Linked DNA regions of Mus musculus: regions 1 and 2 are each linked to region 3. The links are chromatin contacts, called in public Hi-C maps. All regions are on one chromosome and are shown on one strand. Each heading gives the region's core, a stretch centred on a gene start, on an enhancer-like site or on the middle of the called end of the contact. The rest is flanking DNA. Distances are from core to core; before and after follow the strand shown.

Region 1 (4,359 bases), core at 1,563-4,062, 300 kb after region 3:
CTTTCTTATTACTAAGAGAGCTAGGCTACCTTCTGCTACCACAAGTATTTAACTGTAGGTCTTCTTATGAAAGCTATTGAGCTTGGAGAGATGGTTCAACTGTACTTAGTGTTTTCCCCAAGATCCCCGCCCAAATTCCAGTTCAAATGGAAGAGCAGCAAGTGAAATATGACACCCTGTTCTGGCCTCCGTGAAGTCATACATACATGTGGCATTCACTCATACACACACAAAAACACAGAAAAATTAAATGTAAAACATTGCTACCACATTCATATTTATCCTTAGCATTCCCTTATTTTTTTTAAACATTTTTAAGTTCTTGCCTAACACATTGGCTTATACAAACTACCTGAACATCTCAAAGATTCCCATTGGTGAAGAATTCCATATACACTGGACACACCTGCCACCGTTCATCCTGGATACCATGAAGAGAGCTGGATCAAGCAGCCAAGGACTGAGTAGAACAGGACTTTAGCTGTCATTCAGACAAATTCAGAAGGAAGGAAGAAAAGAAGGAAGGAGGAAGGAAGGGAGGGAGGAAGGAAGGAAGGAAGGAAGGAAGGGAGGGAGGGAGGGAGGGAGGGAGGGAGGGAGGGAGGGAGGGGGGAGGGGGAGGGAGCGGAGGAGGGAGGAAAGGAAAGGAAAGGAAAGGAAAGGAAAGGAAAGGAAAGGAAAGGAAAGGAAAGGAAAGGAAAGGAAAGGAAAGGAAAGGAAAGGAAAGGAGGTGTCGAAAGGAAAACAAGCCAAAGAGACCTACATGTCTGGAATGAAAGCATCATCTAAGTAGGAAGCCAAATCCTAGTCCTATCACAGTCTGTGCAATCAAGAGAACTACGGTGGCAGCATCTTCCTGCTTAATACAGGGTCTGGTTCTAGTTACAACAGTGGACCAAAGCCCTCTCTCGCCTACTATTTTAGGATGCAAATATAATTGTGGCACATGACATTTAGACAGTACCTCAAAGATCATCAGCTCTTCAGATATGACAGTGATAACGTCAGAGGTCAGAGATGTGGGATGTGATTCTACAGAGGGACAAGAGGTCATCAGGGTTGAAACCACAGGAAGCCATCACATCCAGGACGCCTTCAGGCCCAGAAGGATGGGTACAGCTATGAAAAAAGACGAGACTGTAGCCATGGAGATAGGGCAGGTGCCTCCTAGAGTAAGTAATCAGACAAAATTGTGACTACCTAATGAGAGAAACAGACAAATGTAAGGACACCCCAGAATTAAAGACTGGAGTTTCATCCCATAACCCAGAAAGTAAACAGAAAACCATGATAAGGAGTCAGTGCCAAAAAAAAAAAAAAAGGACAGGGGAGAGGCAGAGGGAGGATCTGGAGATCTAGACAGACAAAAAAAACAAAAAACAAAAAGCAAAAAACCACGTGTCCCATGCATCCTCTCAAATCCAGAATCTAGAGTCAATGTTGTGTGGTGTGTGTGTGTGTACATGTGTGTACATGTGTGTACATGTTTGTGTCCACAGTGTACACATGAATGTGTATATATGTGTATGCATGTGAGTGTGCATGAGTGTGTGTGCACATACATTTAGAATATGAAAGTAAGAGAGTATGAAGGGGAAAAGGGAATTAGAGAGTGTAATACCTGTGAGATGAGAGCAGAAAGGACACCGCTTGGAGGGAGGAAAGGGACCAGTAAGGGGATGGGGATTGGGGCGGGCAGTGGAGGAGAGAGAGAGAAGCAAAGTATACTAAGTATTTAAGAGCTCATACTGCTCTTGCAGAGGACCCGAGTTCCCAGCACCCACATAAGGTGGCTCACAATGCTCTAACCCCAGCTCCAAGCATATACACCACTGTGCACACACAAACATGCACACACACACACACAAAGAAAAACCTGACACCCTCTTCTGGCTTCCGTAGGCACTACACACACTGGGTGACACGAACTCAGGCACATACATAAAATCTTTAATGTCATCCTCTTAGCTCACCCACGTCCCCTCGACCATCAGTGCATTTTAAGTGTTTCCTGGACAAATCCACATTTTCTGATAACAAACATAAACACTTGCTAAATAGTCATAGTACGTATCTACTACATAAAGACTTGGGTTTTCGTTGACACGGGGTATTCTGTGTCCTCCAAGGACTAGGGAGAAAAACACGTGGCAAGCTCAAAGGAATCTGTCTTCTGACTGACAATTTTAAATCTAAAAATAAAGGATTTTTACTTGATCACATCAGGTGCTGTCTTCTCACTGTGTGTTAAGTAAAATTCTTGCTGAGTTTAGTTTCGGTCAGAAAAACATAAAATCACATCTTGTAGGAATTTTTATACTAAATAATTTTAAGTTAATAAGTTTTTAGCAGGCCAAAAGAAGCCTGGAGGCTTATAAATGAACGTGATTAATCAATGATTTGTACTTCAGGCTCTTCAGTTCCTCCTCCAATCTGTCACCAAGACTTTTATCTTTGAATTTCAGAATAAAAATCATAAACTATTACTTGGGAAACAGTCAGGAGCAGGGAGCCAATCAAACGCTCTGGGTAATTCTTTTGATATTTTATCAGCCGGGTTTTAATAGCTACACAGGAACTGCATGTTGATGCTTTGAGATAGTCTCAGGCACAGACACGGAGGACCATAGCTGATGAAACGACCAAACATCAACAATGGAAAGACCTCCAGGATGCTCACAAGAACATCACAGAGGCGGGAAGTGAGCGGCCGGCCAGCATACAAACAAATGCTGGACTCTGTTTATGTCTTCCTTCCTCTGGTGAGACGGGAGACTTGCTTTGTGCCTTGTTCCTCACGTGGTCCAGTTTAAGATCCTCCTGGCTTGTAAAAGATGGCTTGTGCAATCCACTGGAATACCTCCAAGGAGGGAAAGAGATAGGAAGAGGAAATCAAGACACTTAGACCAGAACAAGAGGTTCCGTACGCAATGGCCTTGGTGGAAACCTTCCAAGCCCCCATCCCTGTCTCAAATTCTGTTTATTATGTTATGATAAATGTTGTGAAGATGGAGTTCCTTCAGAATGATCTGTATTTTTCCCAAGGATCAGTGTATCAGAGAATGGTAAGAATAATGAAAATTTCTCTGAAGTCTTGTTCTTATTCTCAACCCTTTGGTCACCTTAAGATCACCCATGGGAGAGGGACTTAATAAGGAGAAACAAGTTCAGTGTAGAATATATAAATGCATAAAACATTTTAAAAATTTTTCTTAACTTTTAAAAATTCTAAGTAACTACAAAGCCAACTGAGAGAGTTTCTAAGAACCCTGTAGCAAAGACCTGTCCCTTGGACAATTTGTTGAGCCTTTCCCAGGGGCTCACCAGAGCAGGAGTGACAGTCATATGCACACAAACTATGAAGTAAAGGAAAATATCTGAGAGGTCTGGGGACTCAAGACCCAGGCCTGCTCATGGTGTGCTGTGCCAAGCCAAGAATCCTATTGCAACCCTGTTTCCTTCTGTTTGCCTCTCTACTAGTTTTTCCCAAAGTGAGCTTCCAGGGCCACAGGTGAAGGAAGCAGCTATTCTAAACACAGTGCATCCCAGAGGACCAATCTATTCCTTCAGAGCGCTTCTATAGACCCATAATGCCCAGGGGTCTACCGTCTTCTCAACCCACAGCATATAGGTAAATATACCAACACCAGCATCCGTATGCCCAGACCAGAGCTTTTCAAAAACATTCCTCATCTTAAAGGCGAGGCTCTAGATATGAAACGTGTAACTTATTTTATAAACTTTGCATTTGCATACATTTTTGGAAACCACCAGTTTCCAAAATTTAATACGTGATACTTAAATTTCTCTTTATATCTCTTTAAATCTTACTTATATGAGCTTAAAATTTCACCTTCAATTGTTAGGAGTTGATAGTACCACTCAAGATATTCATTCCCTGATTGAAAACAGACACCCCCAACAAAAGCCAATTAGTCTAAGACTATGTCATATGCTCAATAATAGTAATAATGTATCCCACTGATAGCTACACAGACCAACTACATTTCCTGAGATTTGATGAATCACTGATGATTAAGAAGAGCAGGGGATGTTGTTCTACGGTACTTTTCCTCCAGTCTTAACAAGATTCCATCTGGGACTGAGACTTTGTAGCCATGGCAACTAAAGCAGACCAATGCAGGGCCAGGTAGGTGTATGATGGTGGTAATAGGGCTATTGACACTTCTAGACCATGGGGAAAGGCAGGGACAAAAGACCTTTACCTGAGATCTCCTTCCTCCAGCTGGAGTGACCTTAGGAGATACCTGAGTATATAAGAAGTGGGAGATTAATTGAAAGTGTGACTCCATGAAGCAACACCCACAGGACACCATACATGTTTGAGTGGGACATTTT
Region 2 (3,950 bases), core at 946-3,445, 460 kb before region 3:
GTTTAGAAGTTAGTTCCTGACTCTAGGTTCCGTACATATATAAAGAATTCTAAGTTGTGGCCACAATTCACAAGACCTGATAGGCTTGCTGTTGTAGTTTTTAATAGGCTGAATCTGTAACAAGATTGGTCCAAACTTTATTATTCAACATGCACTCAAAGAGCCAAGTTGTAGGTAAACAGGCGACCCTGAACTTCACACCATGCATAGTGGTGGTAAAAGTGTTCAGAATCGCTCTTACTGCAGGCAGAGTGCTCTGAAACGTATGGCTCTCTCTCCAGCAAAAACAAGTGCTATTTCAAGCATGCTTACTTGAACAGGCTGTGTTGGAAAGCACAGAACTGATGCATACAATTCATCACTCCATACACATAGTTGGGCCCCATTAAGGGTCTCTGGCTTGTGTGGGTCTAATCCCCCACCCTTGGTGATAAGTACTTGTGCCTCTGTGTTGTTAGTATATCTGGGTTACTGGTAGGTCGATTGGAGATCTGAAGATCGGATCTGTTGATTTATGACTAGAAAATGACCAGAGATACTTAAAAAACTTGGGAACACACATCTGGATGCCACCAGTAGAAGGATTCAGGATCAATTGACATAGTCATGATAATGGGGAGAGTTGAGAGCTAAGTCCCTCCTGTGGTAAATGTAGGGTTATAAAGAGAATAGCTCAGAGAAGGGTACATATGTTTGTGACAAGACTGAATCTGAGATGAGCTACGGCTGCCTACGAACTATAAGAAGAGCCAGGAAAGATATTTAAAGCAAAAACCTACAGTTGAGTTTCATAAAATTCCTGATGAGTTACCGCCTCAATGCACGATGTGCTTGGTGTTGGGATATTTTCTTCTAACAATGCCTTTCTCAAAATCTCCCAGTATTGTAATATATGCTAATGTGTATTTTGCAAAATCATGACACTTAAGAAGTGATTGTGACACAATAAAATTCACATAAACACGGGGAAAATTATTTAAGTGGTGAAAAATAATATCTTCTGGCAATTAAGGAGAACGCATAAAGGAGGAAACGGCAGCGACTGCTGCAGCTCCCACGTTCGCTTTGCCATTTTCCCGTTATTACTGTAGCGATCTTCGCACAGAGCCCAGATTGCTAGGTGCACGTTGTCTGTGCTGATGCTCTTTAGGCACAGATGTAAAGGAGTTATTGGTTTGCTTTGCCCTTCGCTCTCTTCAGAATACTTAGCGGAAGCATCCTGTGACAGATACCGCCAAGAACAACTCCTTGAGATGAGCTTCATCAAGGGGAAGTGTGGTTTGCTGTGGCCTGGTTTGGGTGTCCTTTAATCCTATGGCCAGCTTCCGATTTCCTTGTTTGGGTTGAGTACCTATTCTCATCCTTACACACGCACCCTGGCATCCAAAACCAGACTGGATTCAGTTACCTGCATCCAGACGGCAAAATTGGGCTTCTGCTTCTACCACCTCCCTGTGTATGCTCCTTGTAGACCTCAGAATGAAACTGGGCATATTGGTAAAGGTGCTCGTGGCTTCTAGGTCTCTTAAAAGCTGTTTGCTCGCCTTCCAGGAGTGGAAGAGACGCTTGTTACCTTAGCACATTAGAAGACGAGTGGCTGGGGACTGAGTTAATATTTTCCCAAGTGCTGCTAAGAAATGGGCTGGTTTACACGTGAGCATTTAAAAGCTGCTTCTGCCTCGAAACTCAGTATTTGAGACAGGTTAGTCAGAAACGCTAAACTATATGAGTCCTTCTTGTCTGTAAGGGATCGGTTCCAAGCCCAAGCGGGTTCCTGAAAGCACACTCAGAGCTGATCCATATGGATACTATCTGTTTTCGTTTTTCTACACAGTTATGATAAAGCTTATGAAATAGGAACACAGAGAGATTGACAGTAATTGCTATTGATAAAATAGGGCAAGCTTTAAGAATACATTATGTGTAATAAAAGAAGATAAAGCCTCCTGAAAGACTGAAGTCAAATATTAGCACCCACTGTAAAGCCAACCTTAGAGACGAGCTGACTGTCACATGTGCCACAGACATAAAACTTGCCTACAGTTAGAAAAATATATTTTTGAAGTTAAGACTTAAGAAGTCTGTTTGAAATACATCTGCCACATCCCTTCCAGATAAATGCTAGGGAAAGCGAGCCCATGGCTCACGTGTGCTAGCTGGAAGCTTTCCCGGTAGTAGTGAGACTCGTAGTGACTCACTCATATATTCTGGGCAGCTCCTGATTGATAGCATGTGGCCAAGGAACAGCTTCAAACCGTCTCACATTGGTGTTTAACCCATGAGTCATTGCTCCTGATCTATGCCCATGATGTTTTAATTTAAGAAATACCGAGTTCTCCTTTAAGAGCAGGCTGGAAATCGACAGACTAAAACCCAAGGGGGATGGGGCCCTTCCTTCGAGTGTCATTGACTAGAAAGGATAGTTTCCATTCTGTCCCCGTGAAGGCCAGTTCTAGATGGAGTAGTGGGGAGCCCCACGTGCTCCTTCAAGATTGCAGGAAGTAAGTGTCTTTGCTTACTCTTCAAATATTAAATCTGAGTCCTCTCTCCCTGCTTCCCCTTCGCATCTGCCTGTTCCCTGTCTCCCCTCCTTCTCCTCTCCTCCTCTGTTAAATACATTAACTGCCTTACCTGAAACCTGGATTTCTTGCCTGAGTTGCTTTATTGTTTCTGCCAGTGCGTAGTATAGATTTGTGGCTTCTATTGAAGGTTGGGGGAGACTCTTTTTCACTTGAATGTGGTATTGTTTCCATGTGAATAAAAGAGCCACAGATCGACTTTATATATAGTTTATAAATAATTATACATATACACGCATATATATATATATATATATATAATATTTCTAGACTTTTTTATATTTATAGGCTTCTTTAGCTGTAACACACCACCAATATTTAATATAGTGTTACGCTTTAAACATAGTTTCTTCCTCTATTCCGATTGAGTAGTACCTGCCACAGTTTTAATCCAATTAATACTTATTAAATTGTTTTGACTCATAATGTAGAATTATTTGCTTAAGCTGATCTGAAACATATAATCTACACTTTCTAAGTTCTTGTCAATGCGAATCAAGATCTGCTGTGCCAGTCTTGGCAAAAGCTCAGCAGAAAATAGAATATTCATATCTGGTTACCAGAGCTCTAGGCGTACTGAAGCGTTCCTCAGCTTCCTCTGTGGACAGAGGCAGGATTTCATCATGCCCCATTCTTAGGCAGAGACACAATCGCTTCTATTAAACAGTGTTCTAGCATGGTATCATTAGTCTGCATTGAGGAGTTTAAAAAGAAAAAATTCGTGAAAACAGCTATTATGAGAATGCGGTTCGCTGAATCAACTCCAATGTTCCTTCCATTAATGAGGACCCGGAAGACAGTTCCCACTCAGGCTTGTGTGCCACCAAGCTCTTGTCACACCTAGAGCTAACTTAGTGTCACCTGATTCACTTGATATAACCAGAAGCAGCTTAGGCACTAGATCTTGGTGGTATAAATCCCCAGAAAGCATGGTGGACCCTCAGTTAGAAGTGCCATATGGTGGCGTGGATCATGGCATTTTATTTCAATTCTGTCTCTTCTGTATTTCTGGGTTTTATTATGGCTGCCTTTTATGCCTTCTTCTAACTCCAGCTCTTTATGTCCTTACTGTTTTTCTATCCTTTTCTCTAACATCGTTTTACCCGAGTGCTTGTCCTGCCTCTTGTCCCGGCTACAGGAATCCCAGATGCAAATGACAGACAAGCAATGGAGTAGCCTCTATTCCCGACTCTCAGTCCAACCTGCTGACACAGGTCCACAAAAATCACCTTCTCATTTCTCCAAACCTCCCCTAACCCTCCAAGTTAAGCTGTAATAGACACCAGCATGGAACCTCTTGTTACAATGTCATGGATTCATAACTCAGCTTTGCTAGAAGCTTCCACAATGCTTCTAGACTTTAACACATAG
Region 3 (4,494 bases), core at 1,553-4,052:
CATATAGCAACACTCTCACAAATAGCCAAAATCTCTCGGTCTCTTTCTCGTTTCCAGTAGTCTCTAAACTTGAAAAGCACATCTCCTTTTTATTTAAGTGTATTAAGAAGAACCTCCAAATTTTAGCTCTGTATTTGACTATCTGAGAAAATCTCATTTAAGTCACTCTTCCGGTTAAATTTTCCCTGCCTCCTAAAGTGTCACTGGCTGTAGCCACATATTTCCCAGTAAGCCTGTGACTCGGTCCATTCCACCCTTCTGCAGGAACCTCCTCCCCTGTGAAATTCTACCTGGACATTTTTGTCTGTCTATGGATAAGCCAAAGTCCAGTCCAGGCAGTAGAGAGCATCCCAAGCACTTCGAGCAGAAACAGATTCAGTCCGTGGAAATACTTTAGAACCGAAAGGACAGGAGGTTGCCTCCTCGCTGTCTGTTACGATCCAGTGGGAAGAGGATGTTACTCCTGATTGAAAAAACACAAAAGTTAATGTTCTTATTCGGCTACAGAGCCCAGCCACCAGCAAAAGATAATTGCATCCCCACGTCTGGCATCCAGATCTCTTTGGGGAGGTTATAGAACCTTCATTAAATGGAACATTGCTGGAGGAAGTGTGTCATTTCGGGTGGGCTTTGAGAGCTTACAGCCTCACCCACTTCCTATTGCCTCACATTTCTGGTGTGGATGAAAACACGACTGCTCAGCTTCCTGTTCGCAGCCTGCTGGGCCTCCCAGACACTACACTCTTTCCCTTTATAACCCTACATAAACACTTTCGTCTATAACTTGTTTGAGGGGCCATGGTATTTACCTCGGCAGCAAAAAGCAACTCGTCCAGGGTCTTTCCACCCTGGACGCTCACTGTCTTGCTGACACCGACTGGCCAGCAAGCCTCTGGGAGCCGCCTGTTCCCTTTCCCAAACAATCCCAGTCCAGGTTCACAGCTGAGGGCCACAATGCCAAGCCCTGAGAAACTCAAGTCCTTATGTTTGTGCCACAAGTGTTGTCCCCACTAAGCCATCTTCTGAGACTTCCACATCTGAAATAGCTAACAATCAAAGCCATGTATTCTAAAGATATTCAAGCTCTATAGAAATTAATTTATGATTTAAGATCCTCCCCTCCTAAAATCTAGGTTATATTCGAAGTTTGCAGTGTGTATCTAACCTTCAAATATGCACACTCACATGCACACTCACAGACACCTACATGTGTGTGTTCGTGTGCGTGCATGTGTGTGTGTGTGTGTGTGTGTGCAGTATCCTCCCCTTAAATGTGGCTATATTCTAAACAGTAAAGACAATTGGACTTTTTACATAACTAGCCACAACTCCTGACTTACCCACATCAGCAGAGAATCACATTCTGTTAGGTTCTCAGCATCTAGTTTCTCATTTCTGTTCCATAATTTACAACTTCCAAAAAATCTTCACTGCCCTCACTGCAGACCCCCCAATGCCCTCAGACATACAGATTTAATAAAAATGGAAGGGTCCTGTGGACCTCTGTCTCTTTAGCACCCCACAGGAACATGACCTAAGACTGCTACGAGGGGCTGAGTGGTGTGGTCTGAGCTTGTTGGCATTCTAAGACATCTTTATGAGTGATTTAATCACAGCTAGTGAATGGAAATAAAGATTCAGTTTGGTCTCGGTCTCCTGCGATCCCAGTGGGCTTCTGAGCACAGGGTGGGGGGACTGAGTCACACACAGCCCACGGATGACCAGAGGACTGGGTCTTCTGGATGACAAGAGGACTAGGTCCCCCCAGATGAGTGACTTCATCTGTACTTTGTCACTTTCCCTGACTTTGTAGGGGACTCCATGGGGGCAGAGAGGGGTTGAAAAGCCTGCTCAGTGTTCACTGAAAGTAAATCTACTTTGTGAGGCAGCCATCTGGGGGATGGGGTGAGGGGGGGGGCAGACTGTGATTTTAATACCTGTCCCACTCAGCCTGCTCAGGTCTCCACCAGAACGCTCAAGGTCTAGGCCTGCATCTGTGCTCTGTAACAAATTTACTTTATAGTAGAAGACACATCTCTCATGTGTGGACAATAATTCCCTCTTCTTCTCTCAACCTGTTTCCTGTTGGTTCAGCACCCAGCCTTACTGATGCCCAATATCTAGCATGAGAAACACACAACTCAGCACCAAGCACTAGAGACACACAACTCGACATAAAGCACTAGAGACACACAGCACTAGAGACACACAAGTCAGCACCAAGCACTAGAGACGGGAAACTCAACACACAGCACTAGAGACACACAACTCAACACCAAGTACTACAAACATACAACTCAGAACAACACTAGGTCTATACAACTCAACACTAAGCACTAGTGATATAATACTCAGTACCAAGTACTAGACACTCACAACTCGACACCAAGCACTAGCGTTATGTAACCGAGTTGCTGGTAAACAACTCAGCACCAAGAATAACTCACCACCATGCATTTTTAATACACAGCACCATGTGTCAGTGACACACAACTTAGCCACCAGCAGAAATGACCCCAAATTTGCAGACTAAGTGTACCCATGAAGTCATAACAAGATAAATAATTCCCAGAGTCCTAATGTTGCTTCATGCATGGATCATATGTAGCCACTGCTCATGGGAGGAAATTCTACACTACAGAAAATACACGAAGCAACAGGACATAAACTCTCCCACAGTCACCACAGACAGCCTGCAACACGTTATCAGCTCTCATCTCCTTACAGGCCAGTAAAGGAAGAGTCATCTAACCCTGACAACAGAGTTTCCTTCAGCTGACCCAGTGCTGACACACCAGGATGAAATGTTCTTTTTCCCAGAATGCTCCATGACACTGTTTATAGAAGGTGCTGAAAGTGCCAGAGAGAGTAGCGCTGGCCTCCCCCGCCATCTTGGGGCCTCAGCCAATGCAGTGAAAATGTCCTAGTATCATGTCCATTGTTTAGATCTTTCATTCACCGCAGTCCCTCACATAAAATGCAGTACAAAGTCTCCTCCTTTGACTTCCACAACTAGCAAAAGCCTCAATTAATTTGTCCATCTATCCACAAAAGCAACAAGGAAAACAGACACATGGAAGCCTGGGCCTTAAAGCTTAGTGGAGGTGGAGATTTTCTCAGGGTAGGGATAGGTCTCCCTCCTCAAGTCCGTAGACAGAAGCTCTTAATGTGAGACTGGGGTTCAGTAAGCACAAGCTAACACCGATGCGCTCCACAAAAGAGAGCTGAGTCTGACCGGATGGCAAGATGCAGCCCAGACATTTGTTAGAGGAGTTAAAGAGAAGCAGAAGACCACTGTGGTGGGAGAGGCTCAGAGGCCGCTTGAGGCCCTTCCAGTGGGAGGAAGCACTGGGGATCTGGGCCGAGTGGGCATTCACGGGAAGAGGAAAGGCAGGGAAGAGGCAATGTGGGTGAGGGAGGGCTTTGGCTGTTAGCTATCATCTCAGTCTATGTGCACGTATGCATGCACATGCATGTGTTACTGTGCATGTATGAATGTATACGTGTGTGAATGTACTAAGTTGGGCACGGCAGAATCGCCTCAGAAATGGTATTTTTATATGCTGTTTATAACAGGTATGTGTGTGTGCATGTGTGTGTGTGTGTGTGTTTGTGGGTATATATAGTTGTGCATATATGAGGGTACATGTGGAAGCCAGAGGAGCATTTTGGGTGTCATTCCTTGGGCACCATCTTCCTTGAGTTTTGAGTCAAGGTCTCTCTTCCAGGAACTGAGGCTCTCCTGCAAGTCCCACGGATCCACATGCGCTATGCTGATGAGCAGCAACCACCACACCCAGAATTGTTTCATGAGGTCCTGGAGTTCCGTCTCAGCCCTGGCCTTGCACAACAGTTGACTTGATCGGCCTCTGCCCCAGCTTCAACAGCTTCCAGGATTGTTGAGGTGGCTCACACAGGCGGGCCTCAGGCTGCTCTTCTTTGGAATGCCTGAAGAATGCTGTGGTATGTACCACAGCTGGGGTGGTCTGGCAGGAAAGGTAGGACAATCGGCAGTGCAGCCTCTTGTCAGCTTGCAGGACGCATCCAGCCCACAGGTAGCAGCATCACGGAGCTCTTTGTGATTTACTAGATCTTCCTGAAGATTTCCATCATTGTGAAAGTAACACTTTGTTTAGCCTCCCTCCCAAACTTTAGGAGCACTAATCTGTCACAGTAGGCTCTGTCTTGTACATGTAAATGGAGGGAACTTTGTAATCAAATCCTAAATGTGTATTTGTGCCAATATGGCTTTTCAGAAGGATGCGTGATAGGAAGCAACAGACAGAGCAGGGGACAATTAAAGGGGACAGCACCACGCAGCCAGAACCTTCCACTCCCTGAATGGAATTTCCTGGGCTGCACTGAGCTGCACTGATTTCTGAATTTTCATGTTGATTTGCAGCCAGCACAACATGATTGGGACCCCACGCGCCTCTTCTTCCCCGTCACCTGCAACGGAGACTCGTTTAGGCAGCAGGACCCTTGCAAAGATGC

Evidence for each region. Hi-C and Micro-C count contacts between places; a contact is called where the count stands out from the background.
Region 1: a Hi-C map of uterus shows a contact between it and region 3, with 6 times the contacts expected there. The contact joins two enhancer-like sites. A contact is called at or near these places in 1 of 15 datasets of contacts at CTCF or cohesin (pro-B cells), 22 of 484 Hi-C or Micro-C datasets (B cells, the C2C12 cell line, the F1.1 cell line and 14 more), 1 of 115 datasets of contacts at active chromatin or transcription factors (bone marrow-derived dendritic cells) and 1 of 9 other capture datasets (embryonic stem cells).
Region 2: a Hi-C map of uterus shows a contact between it and region 3, with 2.9 times the contacts expected there. The contact joins two enhancer-like sites. A contact is called at or near these places in 1 of 15 datasets of contacts at CTCF or cohesin (the NIH/3T3 cell line), 4 of 484 Hi-C or Micro-C datasets (the 3T3-L1 cell line, embryonic fibroblasts and uterus), 2 of 115 datasets of contacts at active chromatin or transcription factors (embryonic fibroblasts and fibro-adipogenic progenitors) and 1 of 9 other capture datasets (embryonic stem cells).

What each region holds. Positions count from the first base shown.
Region 1 is chr6:143,314,469-143,318,827 of GRCm38.p6, reverse strand. No RefSeq gene overlaps it. Among named protein-coding and RNA genes, the nearest start is that of 4930407I02Rik, 56 kb to the right of the region's middle. Within about 2 kb of position 2,812, at least 6 of the 459 cell types and tissues checked have an H3K27ac peak or open chromatin away from gene starts, as enhancers often do. A contact at or near this core is called in uterus, where this site is marked.
Region 2 is chr6:144,073,351-144,077,300 of GRCm38.p6, reverse strand. The region is part of intron 3 of Sox5 (SRY (sex determining region Y)-box 5); the gene reads left to right. Among named protein-coding and RNA genes, the nearest start is that of Gm52485, 89 kb to the right of the region's middle. Within about 2 kb of position 2,195, at least 86 of the 459 cell types and tissues checked have an H3K27ac peak or open chromatin away from gene starts, as enhancers often do. A contact at or near this core is called in the NIH/3T3 cell line and uterus, where this site is marked.
Region 3 is chr6:143,614,944-143,619,437 of GRCm38.p6, reverse strand. 1700060C16Rik (RIKEN cDNA 1700060C16 gene) reads left to right here. Exons shown (of 5, transcript NR_045732.1): 3 at 3,729-3,963. Among named protein-coding and RNA genes, the nearest start is that of 1700060C16Rik, 34 kb to the left of the region's middle. Within about 2 kb of position 2,802, at least 15 of the 459 cell types and tissues checked have an H3K27ac peak or open chromatin away from gene starts, as enhancers often do. A contact at or near this core is called in the NIH/3T3 cell line and uterus, where this site is marked.